Linked DNA regions of Mus musculus: regions 1, 3 and 4 are each linked to region 2. Evidence: chromatin contacts called from public HiChIP or PLAC-seq and promoter capture Hi-C data. All regions are on one chromosome and are shown on one strand. The core of a region is the stretch at or near the end of the contact, and the rest is flanking DNA. Distances in the headings are between cores, read along the strand shown. Region 1 holds the start of Cdk6 (cyclin-dependent kinase 6). Region 2 holds the start of Akap9 (A kinase (PRKA) anchor protein (yotiao) 9). Region 3 overlaps Cdk14 (cyclin-dependent kinase 14). Region 4 overlaps Cdk14 (cyclin-dependent kinase 14).

Evidence for each region. Promoter capture Hi-C pulls out the DNA fragments that hold promoters and counts their contacts. HiChIP or PLAC-seq counts read pairs in DNA pulled down with a chosen protein or histone mark.
Region 1: a contact with region 2 is called in a promoter capture Hi-C map of pre-B cells, with 2.3 times the contacts expected there. The contact joins the promoter of Cdk6 here to the promoter of Akap9 in region 2. A contact is called at or near these places in 1 of 39 promoter capture datasets (pre-B cells), 1 of 484 Hi-C or Micro-C datasets (embryonic stem cells) and 1 of 115 datasets of contacts at active chromatin or transcription factors (memory CD8 T cells).
Region 3: an H3K4me3 HiChIP or PLAC-seq map of embryonic forebrain shows a contact between it and region 2, with 4 times the contacts expected there. The contact joins the enhancer-like site here to the promoter of Akap9 in region 2. A contact is called at or near these places in 4 of 39 promoter capture datasets (the 3T3-L1 cell line, cranial neural crest and hippocampal neurons), 2 of 115 datasets of contacts at active chromatin or transcription factors (embryonic forebrain and stem cell-derived neural progenitor cells) and 2 of 9 other capture datasets (embryonic tail and embryonic trunk).
Region 4: a contact with region 2 is called in a promoter capture Hi-C map of hippocampal neurons, with 6 times the contacts expected there. The contact joins the enhancer-like site here to the promoter of Akap9 in region 2. A contact is called at or near these places in 12 of 39 promoter capture datasets (the 3T3-L1 cell line, 3T3-L1-derived adipocytes, the HPC-7 cell line and 8 more).

Annotation. Positions count from the first base shown.
Region 1 is chr5:3,342,185-3,345,212 of GRCm38.p6, forward strand. Cdk6 (cyclin-dependent kinase 6) reads left to right here and starts at 1,709. Exons shown (of 8, transcript NM_009873.3): 1 at 1,709-1,787; 2 at 1,935-2,415. The coding sequence starts at 2,183. It overlaps Gm36470 (predicted gene, 36470), which reads right to left and starts at 1,375. Exons shown (of 4, transcript NR_168898.1): 1 at 1,114-1,375.
Region 2 is chr5:3,926,907-3,930,113 of GRCm38.p6, forward strand. It overlaps Akap9 (A kinase (PRKA) anchor protein (yotiao) 9), which reads left to right and starts at 1,280. Exons shown (of 48, transcript NM_194462.2): 1 at 1,280-1,584. The coding sequence starts at 1,537. Gm51438 (a long non-coding RNA gene) reads left to right here and starts at 1,683. Exons shown (of 2, transcript XR_003955841.1): 1 at 1,683-3,207.
Region 3 is chr5:4,857,001-4,860,323 of GRCm38.p6, forward strand. All of the region lies in intron 14 of Cdk14 (cyclin-dependent kinase 14), which reads right to left. Among named protein-coding and RNA genes, the nearest start is that of Fzd1, 100 kb to the left of the region's middle. Within about 2 kb of position 1,526, at least 7 of the 459 cell types and tissues checked have an H3K27ac peak or open chromatin away from gene starts, as enhancers often do. A contact at or near this core is called in embryonic forebrain, where this site is marked.
Region 4 is chr5:4,915,641-4,918,661 of GRCm38.p6, forward strand. The region is part of intron 12 of Cdk14 (cyclin-dependent kinase 14); the gene reads right to left. Among named protein-coding and RNA genes, the nearest start is that of Fzd1, 160 kb to the left of the region's middle. Within about 2 kb of position 1,456, at least 31 of the 459 cell types and tissues checked have an H3K27ac peak or open chromatin away from gene starts, as enhancers often do. A contact at or near this core is called in hippocampal neurons, where this site is marked.

The DNA of each region.
Region 1 (3,028 bases), core at 459-2,958, 580 kb before region 2:
GCACACCCTGGGCAGGAGCAGCCCGGGGCTCGGCGGCGCACTCGTCCTGTGCACGTGGGCGTATCTGCGCGGGCGCATCTGCGTTTGCGCACACGCGCGGGTCGGGGTCCCGCGGGCGGCCTCCCCTTACTGCGCTGGTGGCGACCCTTGCGGCGTTTGGCAAGGCTTCGGGAGAGGCTCATGAAGGATTTCATTGAGTGCTAAGACAGAGATCAGAGACAGAAAGCAGAAGGAGGCGGCTGCAGCCTTTGTAGTCGCGGAGGAATGCGGAAATGTTGAAGCGCTATGTCAAACTTTTTTGAAATGGGGTCAAGTCACATTCAGCCAGCGTGGGAAAGCAACAACAACTACGAAAAAGTGGAGGAGGGGAGGGGGCTAGGCACCGCCGCTCCGGTCCGGGGGGTGTAGGCCCGCGGGGGTGGGACGGCTGCCCCCTCCTGGAGCCTAGGCTGGACACCGGCAGAGGGGGAGGGCGGGCGCCAAGGCCGTTGCTCCCGCTACCTGTGTGGCCCTCGACCTGGCTCGGACCCCCGGGTGAGGGCTGGAGGGTCCTTTCCGCAGCTTTTTAGGAAAGCTCTCAAAGGAACGGGGAGTGGCCCTGCCTTGGCCGGGCGGTGCTATGCTGGCATCCAGTGGGGGTCGCTCCATGTGTTCTTTAATACCAGGCAGAAGAGCGTGGTGGTGGGGGGGATGGGTACGGGGCAGGTAAACGCATGCAGACCGTTCCGGACACGCGGCTGTGGTGGAACAAGGTCCAGCCCAGACTAAGGCCGCTGTGGGACGGGAAGGCTCACTCGGTCATCCCTAAACAACAGAACGGGGAGGGGGCGCCCGACCGCGCGCGTGGGACCTAGCCTCTGGCCTTTGGAGAACAGAGCGACTGTCTCAGCTACCGACATTCAGCCGCCCAGGATACCGGGCGGGGATTCGGAAGTCTCGACACAAGGGCAGCCCCTTCTCACACCGGGGAGACCTACGTTTACTGCCCCCTACCCCCACCGTCGTAAGGGCGGTTGCTTTTGCACGGCTTGAAAACTTAAGGACCAGTCCCGATTAGCTAGCAAAGTCCCGAAGTTACTTTTTCAGGACAGGACGAGTGAAAGTGTGACGTACCTTCCTTTCCCACATCCTTCGGATCTTTGTGTTTGTGTATGTGTGAGGTGGGGAGCACGACACTACTCCCCTTCCAGGACCCCTCGCTCTCCCACCTCTAGTAGCCCCAGCCCTCCCCTACCAGATGGTCTGTCCTCGCTGAGTTTCCACCAGGGAGGTCCTCCGAATCGGAGGCAGAATTTCGTCTCCCACTAAGCTTGCCATACCCCAAAGACCATTTGTGAGAGCGAGTCCCTTTCAAATGTCTCCCTGTAGAAAAACTGAAAGTAGAAAAGAAAGGAAGCAATTTCCGAGCAGATGTCTGACCACCCCTACTCGCATACTCGCAGCATCGGGTTACAGGGTTCTAGGAGCCCCAACCCCGTTCTGCGGCCCCACGTGGGTGAACCCCCGGTGCTTTTACGCCAGCTTCCGAACTCCCCCAGGTCGCCCCATACCCTGCACGACCAGGCCCCTGGAGTCAGGGAGGGCAGCGGAGAACAATAATATAGGTATAAATATTGAGCCGTGACATTGACGCGCCCGGCGCCTCCCCTCCCCCGCGCTCCGGGCACACTCTGGGCTGCTCGGCACGCCCCCTCTCGTCCCGCTGCGTCCCGCGCTGCGCTCATCCCCGAGGGGCCCCAGCAACCTCTCCTTCGTGAAGACTGCACGAGCCCTGCTGTGGAAGAAAAGTAACTTGGTTTTTCTCCGAGAAACCCGGCCCGATTAGGCAACCAGTGCGAGTAGAGGGAGGAGGAGAGGAGCTGGTGGAACCCTGTGGAAGTCTCCCGGGCAGTCTGATCACACTTTCTCCTTGTCCTCCGGTCTCCTCCTCCTAGGTGCAGAGATTGTGGGCAGACTATGTAATCGCTGCGGAGGGGGAAGAGGAGGGATCGGCGCTCTCCTGCGGCGGCGGCGCGGCGACTCGGCTAGGCGGAGTTTCGCAGCGGCTGCGCCCGGCTTGCACCCGCGGGCGAGAAGGTCGGTCCGTCTAGCCCGGCGGCCGCGAGTCCGACTCCCCGAGGCGTGTAAGGCAGCGAGTGAGCACCCCGGTTCCACTGTGCCGCACCCGCAGCCTGAAGCCAGCATGGAGAAGGACAGCCTGAGTCGCGCCGATCAGCAGTATGAGTGCGTGGCGGAGATCGGCGAAGGCGCCTATGGGAAGGTGTTCAAGGCCCGCGACCTGAAGAACGGCGGCCGCTTCGTGGCTCTGAAGCGCGTGCGAGTGCAGACCAGTGAGGAGGGCATGCCGCTCTCCACCATCCGCGAGGTGGCGGTGCTGAGGCACCTGGAGACCTTCGAGCACCCCAACGTGGTCAGGTGAGCCGGGAGCCCTGGCTATGGGGTCCGGGAAGGTGCTGGGCAAGGGGCGGCTGGTGGCCCAACTAAAGTTAAGAGTTGAGTTTCCCCAGATAAAACCGGTGACTCTGTTAGACAGGGCAGAAAAAGAGACCTGCGGTGGCTTCCGGGCAGCCAAGCTATTCTGAAGAGCTTTCGCTCTGCGTGCCCCAAGGGTTCCGGGGGGGCGTTGGGTGTCTTTTAGGGACAAAACCAGACAATCCCTCCAGCCCTTACTTAACTTTCCCCGTCGGTGGGGGGATTTTTGAGAGACAGAGTGAGATAGTTATCCAGCTTGCAGATAATTAGAAGGAAACTTTAAGGGTGGAGCATAATGTAAATAAAGTTTAAGAAATGTGTAAGAATGTGTTTGCCAATCAAACCCACAGTGGTGACTTTTTTTTTATAGTTGTAGAATGGTTTCTGATGGTCTTAGAAGTTCAGAAGTTTAGACTCTGACACCTAGTGTTAAACATTGTTTGAAAAATGTCTTTCAAGGCTGGGTACTGGGAACACTGAACCAGGAAGATCCAGAGTTCAAGACCCTCCTGAGCTACAAAAGACCCTGTCTGAGAAAAGAAAGGGAGGGAGAGTG
Region 2 (3,207 bases), core at 30-2,529:
CTGGAGCCACAAAGGGCTCCCGAGAAAAACACGCCTCTCTTAGATCAGCCTCTTTTACTTTCCTTTATTCTTATGATGAGGTGTCTGTTCTCACGTCCCCAATTCCAGCTGAGAAAATGGGGCAAATACACACTTGATTGTTTTAGGTTGGCACAATTATGTTTGAAATATAAGATTTCTAAATTACAGGTACTAGAAACATTTTTGGTGTCTGATAGAGCTAAGGTTTTTAGTCTCCCCCTTTCATATGTATATCCAGTTAACACTACTTCTATGATTAAACTAATATCTTTAGTTCTTACCTGCTAATTTTTCAGTCCAAACCTATGTTAAAACAAAGAAGAAAGGCTCAATCTGAGACACTAAAATGGTTCGTTCACTCCAGAAATGGATTTGAGGGGCAGGAGAGGGGAAAGAGGGAGTGAGGGAAGGGAAAGAAAGGATTGCCAGAGCAGGTGGGGGAGGAAAGATGTTAAGAATCGATTTATAAGCACGGCTCAATAAAATGTAACAAAGTTTATTGGGCATAATCTTTCACAGTAGCCATTTCAAGAAATAGAAAGGACAAAGGTTTGAGTGTTTTCACATTCCAGGAGCAGTCATAAATATTAGGCAGCTCGTCCAAGAACTCCAGGTAAAGTCAGAGAACCATAGCTGTTTTAAGGTCTTTAAAGTTCAAAGTTAACATAGTCCCTTTTGCTTGGAAAACCTTTTTCCAGCCCTTTACCTGAGGTAATGTCTACCTCAGAGGTGAAGGGGAGAGAGGTAAGCCAGGAGGGGTCATGGTGGGGTGGGGGGGATGGGAGGAGAGGGGGGCTGAGGTCAGGATGTAAAGTGAATAAATAACTAATGGGGGGCTGGAGGAGGGAAAGTTAGGGTAGACTGGCTTTGTTCCCAACTTAGATTCCGAATTCGAGTTCCTTAGGAACACAGTTGCCAAGGAGAAGGAAGCCCCTAGGAGTGTCTCAGCTTCACTCCAGAGAACAAAGAGTTGGGAGAAGGCTCTACCGTAGGCTGCTCTTCCAGCGCAAGGCGAAGGAGAAGACTATGGGTTGAGAGGGAACCTGTGGGGGAACTGAGGGAGGGATTTGGGGTGAAGGAAGGATCAGGCTTCCCCGGGTTGGAGGGGGGAGGTTCCGCCCTCGCCCTTTCCACTGCGGCTCCTTGTTGTGAGGCCGCGGTCGCTTTGGAATTGGAAATGCAGCGCGGCGTGTTCCGAGCACCGGGTCCCCGGAGCAGTGGGTGTCGGGCCGCCGGACCCTGACCCTCCCTCCGCCCCGGTCAAGCCGGGCGCGCACAAGCACCTGCCGGGCCACGCTCGCGGCTGCGCCGGCCGCCCGCCCGCCCGCTCCGCCCCGCCGGCCGCCGTGTGTTTACGTGGAGACGAAGATGGCGGCGGTGACCGCGGGGCCCGTGCAGGCCGGCACGAGTCGCCGGTGAGCGCCCAGCGTGTCCCGGGTGGCCACGGAGCTCTGTCCGCCTCTTTCTAAACAGATCTTTCCTCTCCACTGCGTCCCAGCCTACCCTGCAGACGCCATGGAGGACGAGGAGAGGCAAAGGAAGCTGGCAGCCGGCAAGGCGAAGGTAGGAGCGCGGCGGCCACGGGCCGCGTCGGGAGGCGGTGACCCGGGGCGGAGGCTGGGGGAGAGGCCGGGCCGCGGGGCCGGGGCCGGGGCTGGGGCTGGGGCTGGGGCCGGGGCCGGGGCTGCGGCTGGGGCTAGGGGGCTGCGGCTGGGGCTGAAGAGCCGCCCTCTCTTGCTGCTGCTGGAGACCTGATGACTGCACCGCTCGGCTTGGTTCCTTTCTCCCCGGTGCCACACAAAACCCCCTCTCACCCCGGCTGTTAACTGCTAAGGAATTGCTTCGCAGCCACCACCCTTTCACTTTCTGAAGGGAGTTCAGGGAGTCGGCCAGGCTTTGTGCTTTCCGGAGCAAGGGTTTAGGGTTTTCTTTATTCCGGGAACACCCCTGCGCTGACCATCAGCCTGCCTTCTTGAGGTGTCACGCTGGCACTCTTGGTGTGTGTGTGTGATTGGCCTGTGACAGCTGCCTCGGCAGTGTCTTGAGTGTGCCACAAGTGCCAGCTGTGAACTTGGCTGTAGGGGCGTTCTTTTTGTTTTTTGTTTTTTGTTTTTGTTTTTGCCGTTCTTTGTATATTCGTGCTTGAGGTCTTTGTCATGGCAGGCTCTTTTGTAATGTGTGGAATGGAACTTCGGGGCATCGAAAGGTTCCATAGACTAAAACACCTACAGAATTGCTGTTTTAGATAATGTATTTGTTATTATGTATTTGGTAAGTTTGATTTTGTGTGGGTATGCGGGTATGGCAAGTCATGTATAATCCAGACTTATATGTAGGCATCTTCCAGTGGGCTTACTAAATAATTTGACACTGTTATGAATGGAATAGAATGATTTCTTTGTAAAATTACCTGTTTGAGCTTACCTTTGGACCTCCTTGCTCCCAAAAATGAAGTTACCTTTAAGATATAGTGCCTTTTTTTAAGACCTTATTGTTACTGGGAATAATTAAGTTATATTTTAAGCTTATTGTACTTGTTAGTTTGGAACTGTGATATGGAAGTGTTGTAAGCTAAATAAACCCCTCTCCTCTCCAAATTGCTTTGGTCATGATGTTTCATCATAGCAATAGTAACCCTAACGAAGGCACCTACCTTTCTTTTTTCTTCTCTCACATCATTAACAAAGGAAGCAGGTCAGTAATGAGTGAAGGGCCCTACTGGAGAGAGACGTTGGTACATGCTCAGCATTAGTTTGTTAAAGGAGTGTGTGCAATAGCTAATCTTGTATTTCTAGAATATAGTTAGTTGGTTTCCCATAAGCATCCTCTGTGTAAGGTCAAGATTTGAATGTGTCTCTGTGGCATTCTATAAATGGAGGGAAAGCCCAGCTTAGCTTCCCATTGTGCACCCCAAGGGACTGACCGGGCTCAGAGCATTGAAGGAATTGGAGGTGTAGTGTGCAGTCTTCCTCTCTTGTTCTCCCACCCTTTCTTTCTTTAGCAGAATCTTAGACTATAGTCCAGGTGAGCCTAGAGATCAATGTGTAGTCCAGGCTGGCTGGCTTCAGACTCTAGGGCAATTCTGTGTTAACCTTCAGAGCGATGGAATTCTGTGTGTGAGCTACTGTGTCCAGATAAGGTAGATGTCTTATTGACTACTTCATAATTTCTACTCCCTTCCCTAAA
Region 3 (3,323 bases), core at 276-2,775, 930 kb after region 2:
TAGTTGCCTGCACTTGAACACCAAGAAGTTTGTATTAGACTATTGTGCGTCAAGTTCATGATTCTGTAATAAAGATGCTCTTGGCTGACTTACAAATGTTAGCAAACACACTCTTTGAAAATAGGACTTTCGAGTCATAGGTTTCAAATTATAGACAGCCTGCCTGCTGGGACATGGACACAGAGCAGGGAGACACAACAGTGTGGCAGAAATGTGAAGGGCTTCTGGTTTTAAAGACTAAGTGTGGTCTATTTCATGGGATATACAATCCTCAGAAAACTGTTGATTTTAATGGGAAATATTAGCAATGACACCTGTGAAAAGAATTTGCTACACTGACACATTGAAAATACTTTGTGCATGACTGAGATAAAAATTAAAACAATGAATCTGTGTTCATTATAGTAAAAAGTAATCAATTTAGATTAATGATGCAAATGCTGTATCTGAATTGTATTGTCTTTAAGTACACACAGAATCTAGAAAAGGCTACCCTTCAAGCTGAGACCCTTCCTGAGCCACTTTGAGTTAGCATAGTAATAATAGTTCTGCCATGCTTGAAATCAGTTTGCTTAAAATCTCTAGCTCAAGAACTGTATAAATCTATAAGTGAACACACACACACACATACAAACAGTATATAAGTTTTAGGTCTTTTTCATTGTTTTGGAAGGACATGAAAAAAAAAATCCCCAAATGTGTGCAAAACAAGTTAAATGTACAAGAACAGCAAAGTAAACAGACTGACTAAATAGATTTTATTAAACAGATATTAATTGGTTGATATAATATACTACTTAATTGAAAGGAGACATGTATAGAGAATTACACAAAATGTTTTAAACATAAAAATGTCCTTTCATAAACATCTAGTAAGCAAGAGGTAATACATTTGGCATTAAGTAAACTACTACCCATCCTTCCCACTTCTTTCAGAACAGAAAATTTATTTTTTGTTTTTGTTTTGTTTTGTTTTGTTTTGTTTTGGATTTATGAACTGGCAGGCCGCTAGCATCCTGAAGACAACAGACTCTGTCTAGATCTAACCCATACCTGCTGGGAAGAGACAATTCCCTCACACTTGGAATCCTGCAGCCCTTTAAGCTGCTTGCTCTGTAACAGTGCCAGCTGGGCCCCACATAATTCTTCATCTCTGACCACCAGGCCTCACTAAATAAAGACTACGGTGCCTTGTTAGCCAACAGCCAAGCGTGAAATCACTACACTGCAATCCTGTACTTCCTGAGTCAATCAATTTCCCCCATTATAGTTCTGGATACACAAGGTCCATAAAGAAAGGGGCGAAGCGATGGGATACAATGAATGTATCAGGGCAGCTGTAACATATCCATATGGCATATTTAATTCCATATGGCAAGATTAGAGTGTTCACATAAAATAGTTCTGAGCTGGCTAATAAAAGCAAGACATGTGCTTTCAATGTCATCATCAGGCTTTGAACTTGCACAGGATATAGACTGGAGAGAACCATAAAGACAGACATATGGCCAACAACAAGCTTCTGTCAGCCTAAAATTGCTAAGAGACTAGAGTGTGTCTGACAAGGCGCTGGGGTTGGAACATATGCTCTTCTTAAGGAGTATTAGCATTTTAGGCATTAGCTACATGCTAAGGAAGAGAGCTTGAAATGCTAGGCACTATTAGATTGTCACTTGTGGGCTGTTGCTAACTCCCCATCACCTGAAATCCTGCATGTTTGTCTGTCTGTGTCTTGCTTACAGAAGGTGAAAGGTCAAGAGAGGAACGGGAAGGAGGCTGTAACAAAAGTGATGCTTTTTAAGCTTGAAAGCCAGGTTGTTCTGCAAACGATTTTGGAAGGGAAAGAAATGTTTTGAAACAATGTTCTCAGTGTTTCTTCCCATCTGATCAGGTAGGAGGATGTTTTCTGGCATACCATATCTGCTGAAATTTCCCTCCTTTGACAACTGTGTACTCCATGTTTGAAATAACCCCCTTGCTCATATTCATATGATAGTTCTTCAAGAGGGCAATATTGTTCTATAGCAAAAAAATCAGAGTGCTAAATGAAGATTATTAATAAAGAATAAGCTGACTACTGGCACATCCAGAGGGCTCTAAAGCATAATGTCATCAGTGTAGGGTGCATATATGTATGTTCCCTCATGCTTTTATATAATATTTCAAACATTTCAAAGGTTCCATAGTTGCTGTTAGCCTGTAGGATCTGCTCATAGGTAGAAGCTATATTTGTCTTTCACAGTGCCTGGTAAACAGAAAGAAATGGATCAGCATTTATTGATGTGTCTTGATATAAAGGGAATAAAATCATGAAGTAAGGATGAGCCACTCTCTAATTATACCTTCTCCATGGTGCTCCCAAGAGTCTTACTCCAAGGAGACCAGACTCACTGCTGTCTGTCTCCCCAAAATAATGTTGTGTCTTTAAGAGCAAGCACTCTGATTCTCTTGATCTTGTAGCCTAGTAGTAGTAGTAGTAGTGGTCGTGGTAGTGGCAGTGGCAGTGGTAGTGGCCGTGGCAGTAGCAGTAGCAGTAGTGGTAGAGTAGCCAAGATAGTGTTGGGTTTATGGAATCACAGCATCTTACACGAAAGCACTGGTGCTAACCATTAGCCCACAAATGTCACAGTCCCCAAAGAAGCTACCAGTACCTCTTTTAGAGGGGCAGGAGATGGCAACTGTTTTTATGTGAGTGAAATGTAGTTTTATACATACACTATACTTTTAAAAATGAGCTTTTATTCCACTATTTCTGTTACTTAGAATTTTAAGGTGATTATTGAGAATATGTCTGTGTAGATTTGCACATGTGTGTGTGTGGACTGACAGGTGCACACATATAAACTTTAACCTTCCATCTCTATTTGCTTCTTGACTAATTCCTTGATGATGATGATTTGAATGTTAAAATATGCTAATTTGAAGATCAAGCATAATTAACATCATAGGTTAGAAGGATGAGCATTATCATACCAAAAGAGGAGTGATTTCAGTTTGTTGCTAGTCTGGATTATTTATGGCTCTAACCAGTATCTTTATGCAGAAAGAATGTTTTTTGATCCTTAGACTCAGAGATTCACTTCATATGTGCATGCTAGCAGCATCTACAGTGCTGTGCAAGATATCTGTCATATATGCAAACAGAATCTGCTATGGCAGAGATGATATGACTTATGAACGGAGAGGGGAGGTGTACCGAAAAGTTTGAGTTGAGAGGGCAAATAAATAGTCTACTTAATTTATTTAAACTTTTAAGACACCCTTGACAAATTTCTATATCAAAAATATTTTGTAAAGACACTTAAAATGGAGTTAGGAGAGGG
Region 4 (3,021 bases), core at 206-2,705, 990 kb after region 2:
AGCCCTCTTCTATAGCATTTCCTCTGTGGCGAGCAGGAAGCTGGCGTCTGCCATATTTTCTGAGCGTAGTGAAGGAAGATCAAGGGGATTAGAACAACAGCAGAGAGGTGAATCCTTCAGGGAGCTCAGCAAGGGGAGAGAGCTGTGAGTCTAACCCCTGCCAGTTCCCAACAGAGGACAGAGACAGAGAACACACGGAGGAGAAAGCAAGAGATACCGGCAAGAGGCAGAGCCGCTCAGGAGGGAACGGCATGGCGCCTGCAGTCGGAAGAGGTGGGAGAGGTGGGAGAGGGTTGTCTTCTCCATTCTCTTTGATACTCTTCCTCTGCAGACTTATTATACTCAAGAGCTACAGCCTTCTCAGAGTGTTTATCAGTATAGACATTTTATATATATGCACACACGCTCTACATTTATAAATATACAATATAAGTATATACTTGGTAATACTATATATGTATATATATGTATATATAGTGTATATATAGTATATTGGCTTACACACACACACACACACACACACACACACACACACGTATACCAAGGAAGATCTCCAGACATCTAGGTGTAAAATGCAATGTCTCTTAGACATTATGCCCATGCTTGTATAAGCCTGGTATACATTCGATAAGCAAATACTTCACATATGGATTTACAACTGTGTTACTGAATATGGTCGCCACTAGCTACATGTGACTCTTTACATATCAGTCAAGCAAATTCAAATTGAGTTGAAGTTGAGCTCTCCATGCAGACAATCTAGTGGCTCCCACAGTGGGTACTGCTGATGTCTGTATTAGAAATGTCAAGCCAAACTTTCAGTTATTACCAGGCTTCCTGAGCATAATCTCTTCTAAAACTCTGTGCTAAGAACAGACAGTGATTCCTCCCTCATGCATAATTTTGAGCATATCTTCTCTGAAGCAGGCAAAGTGGATTATATCTGAGCTAGCGCGGGCTGGGCTTGCTCTGCCTCACCCACGGCTCATGACTACATAGGGAATCCTTTACCGCCATGTAAACAGAATGGCTTCCTATGATGCCCTGTTTATTACTCATTGCCTCAAGGCTGTCAATATGTTACTTTCCACGGTGGCTGGACTTTACCACTGACCAAGGCTACTCACGCTGGAACACAGAGAGAAACCTAGTCTGCATGTGACTCTGCCTTCTGTGCTGCAGACATTCAGAGTGCTGCCTCCCAGAAGGGTGGGATCACAATTTTAGACAACATTCTTAGTCCATTGGTACCTTGGTCAAAGAATGCAATTGCCACTTCATGCTGGCAGAAGCAGAGCAGCCCTGCTGGAATCTGCTCAGGACACAGCTCAGGAAAGGCCTCTCCTGGCAGCCTACCTGCCCCCGGGAGCTCTGGGAGCTTCAGACACTACTGCTGGGTGCTCGTCCTTAATGAGCTGCCCAGCAGAAGGACGGCATTAACCACACCAGAAGCCAGTGTACTTTTGGATGAAGAGGCCAAAATGTAATCCAAAGGATGAAAAACAATGACTGTTGCCAACTCCCAAGCCTGGCACAAACTGCCAATTAGCAAGAGAGAAGATAGCTATTTCCTGTCCATCAGAAGAACAAAACCTGTCACCTGACATACAGCCAACGGCATGGGGCCTGCCCTCAACCACCCCCAGGAACCGTTAATGACAATGGGTTTTTGCTACCCCCCAAAAGGGGAGAAGAAATCTGGCTATGACACAAAATAAAATCAGGGTCTAAGTCCCTCAGGGCAGTGAGAGCCCGCAGAGGAGCTAAGAAGGCTGACTTGCAGGAAGTGAGTGGGTGACTGGCAGAGCCATCCCCTTGTACTTAGCTGTGAATCCAACTTTCCTCCTACAACAGGAAAGTCCCCAGTAATGCTCAAGGAAGGCGTGAGCTGGAAGACTGTGCTCAGAATCCTGAAACATCTTCTTCTTCCATCGAGGACTGTAACCAGGTTTCCACTCTGTCCTGCTCTCTGCTGCATGAAAGCCCAGGCTGAGAAGGATGTCAAATTTGAAAGAGATCTTTCTACCCAAAGATGTGATAAGAACAAATAAAACCTGGCTATTTCTAAGTATACCACAATTGGACTCCTTTCACAGGACTCACAGGGGGATATTTCCCAAGCCATAATTTTTCAATTGCATTGATCACTCGCCTCTCACCCTGTTTTCATATTGCTATTACTGATCAGTAATTGGAAAACCCTTCAGCTAGTTCTCTTTATCACAGAACTGGCCCCAACCGTATGTTTTCACACAATCCAATTCTATCTGGGTTTGGGCGTTCTAGGACACGGTCCAGGGCCCACACAGTATCTCTCACTATTTGATCATCTCCCATTTCTTCTCAGCACTCCCTGTTTGCAAACTCCTAGGGACTTCCCTGGATGTGCCTGGTGCGCAGCCACACAACGCTTTGAGGACCCAAACTAATGAGTCATTATTATGAAGACGAATGTCCCCAGGAGCTGCTTCAGTGGTGTTTGAACAAGCAGGGGAGCTCTGGGGCCTTGAAGCCATACCACTCATGTGTGTCCAAGACCAAATATGACAGCTGTTTGCTTACAGGTTGAAAATGACATTTTCGAGAGAACAGAATGTGGTGAGAAACTAGACTGGCTCTACACATCCTTCTATTGCTGCACTGAAATCTGCACAAACAGGCAGCTGGTAATTGCAGCCATCCTCAAATTGTGAGAGGATATGATTCCAAAATGTCAGCTTTAGAGCTGACCACCCCATACTCCCTTACCTCAAAGCCAATCAATGATGCAGAGAATAATTTTCTTCGAAATATTATGAAGGGAACTCTCCAGGCACTAAATAAATTAAAACAACTACTTTGAAGTAAATAGAATTATAACAAAAGTCGTCAAGACTGAACAAAATGTGCGAGTGGATGACTTTTAGATCTGGCTGACTCAGCTGCTCCCCCTAGTGTCCAGACTGTGTTCTTACCTCACTGGATTGCTCTGCTGGCCAGGAATGTCCATCTCTAACCTACTTACTTCATAGCATATTGCTT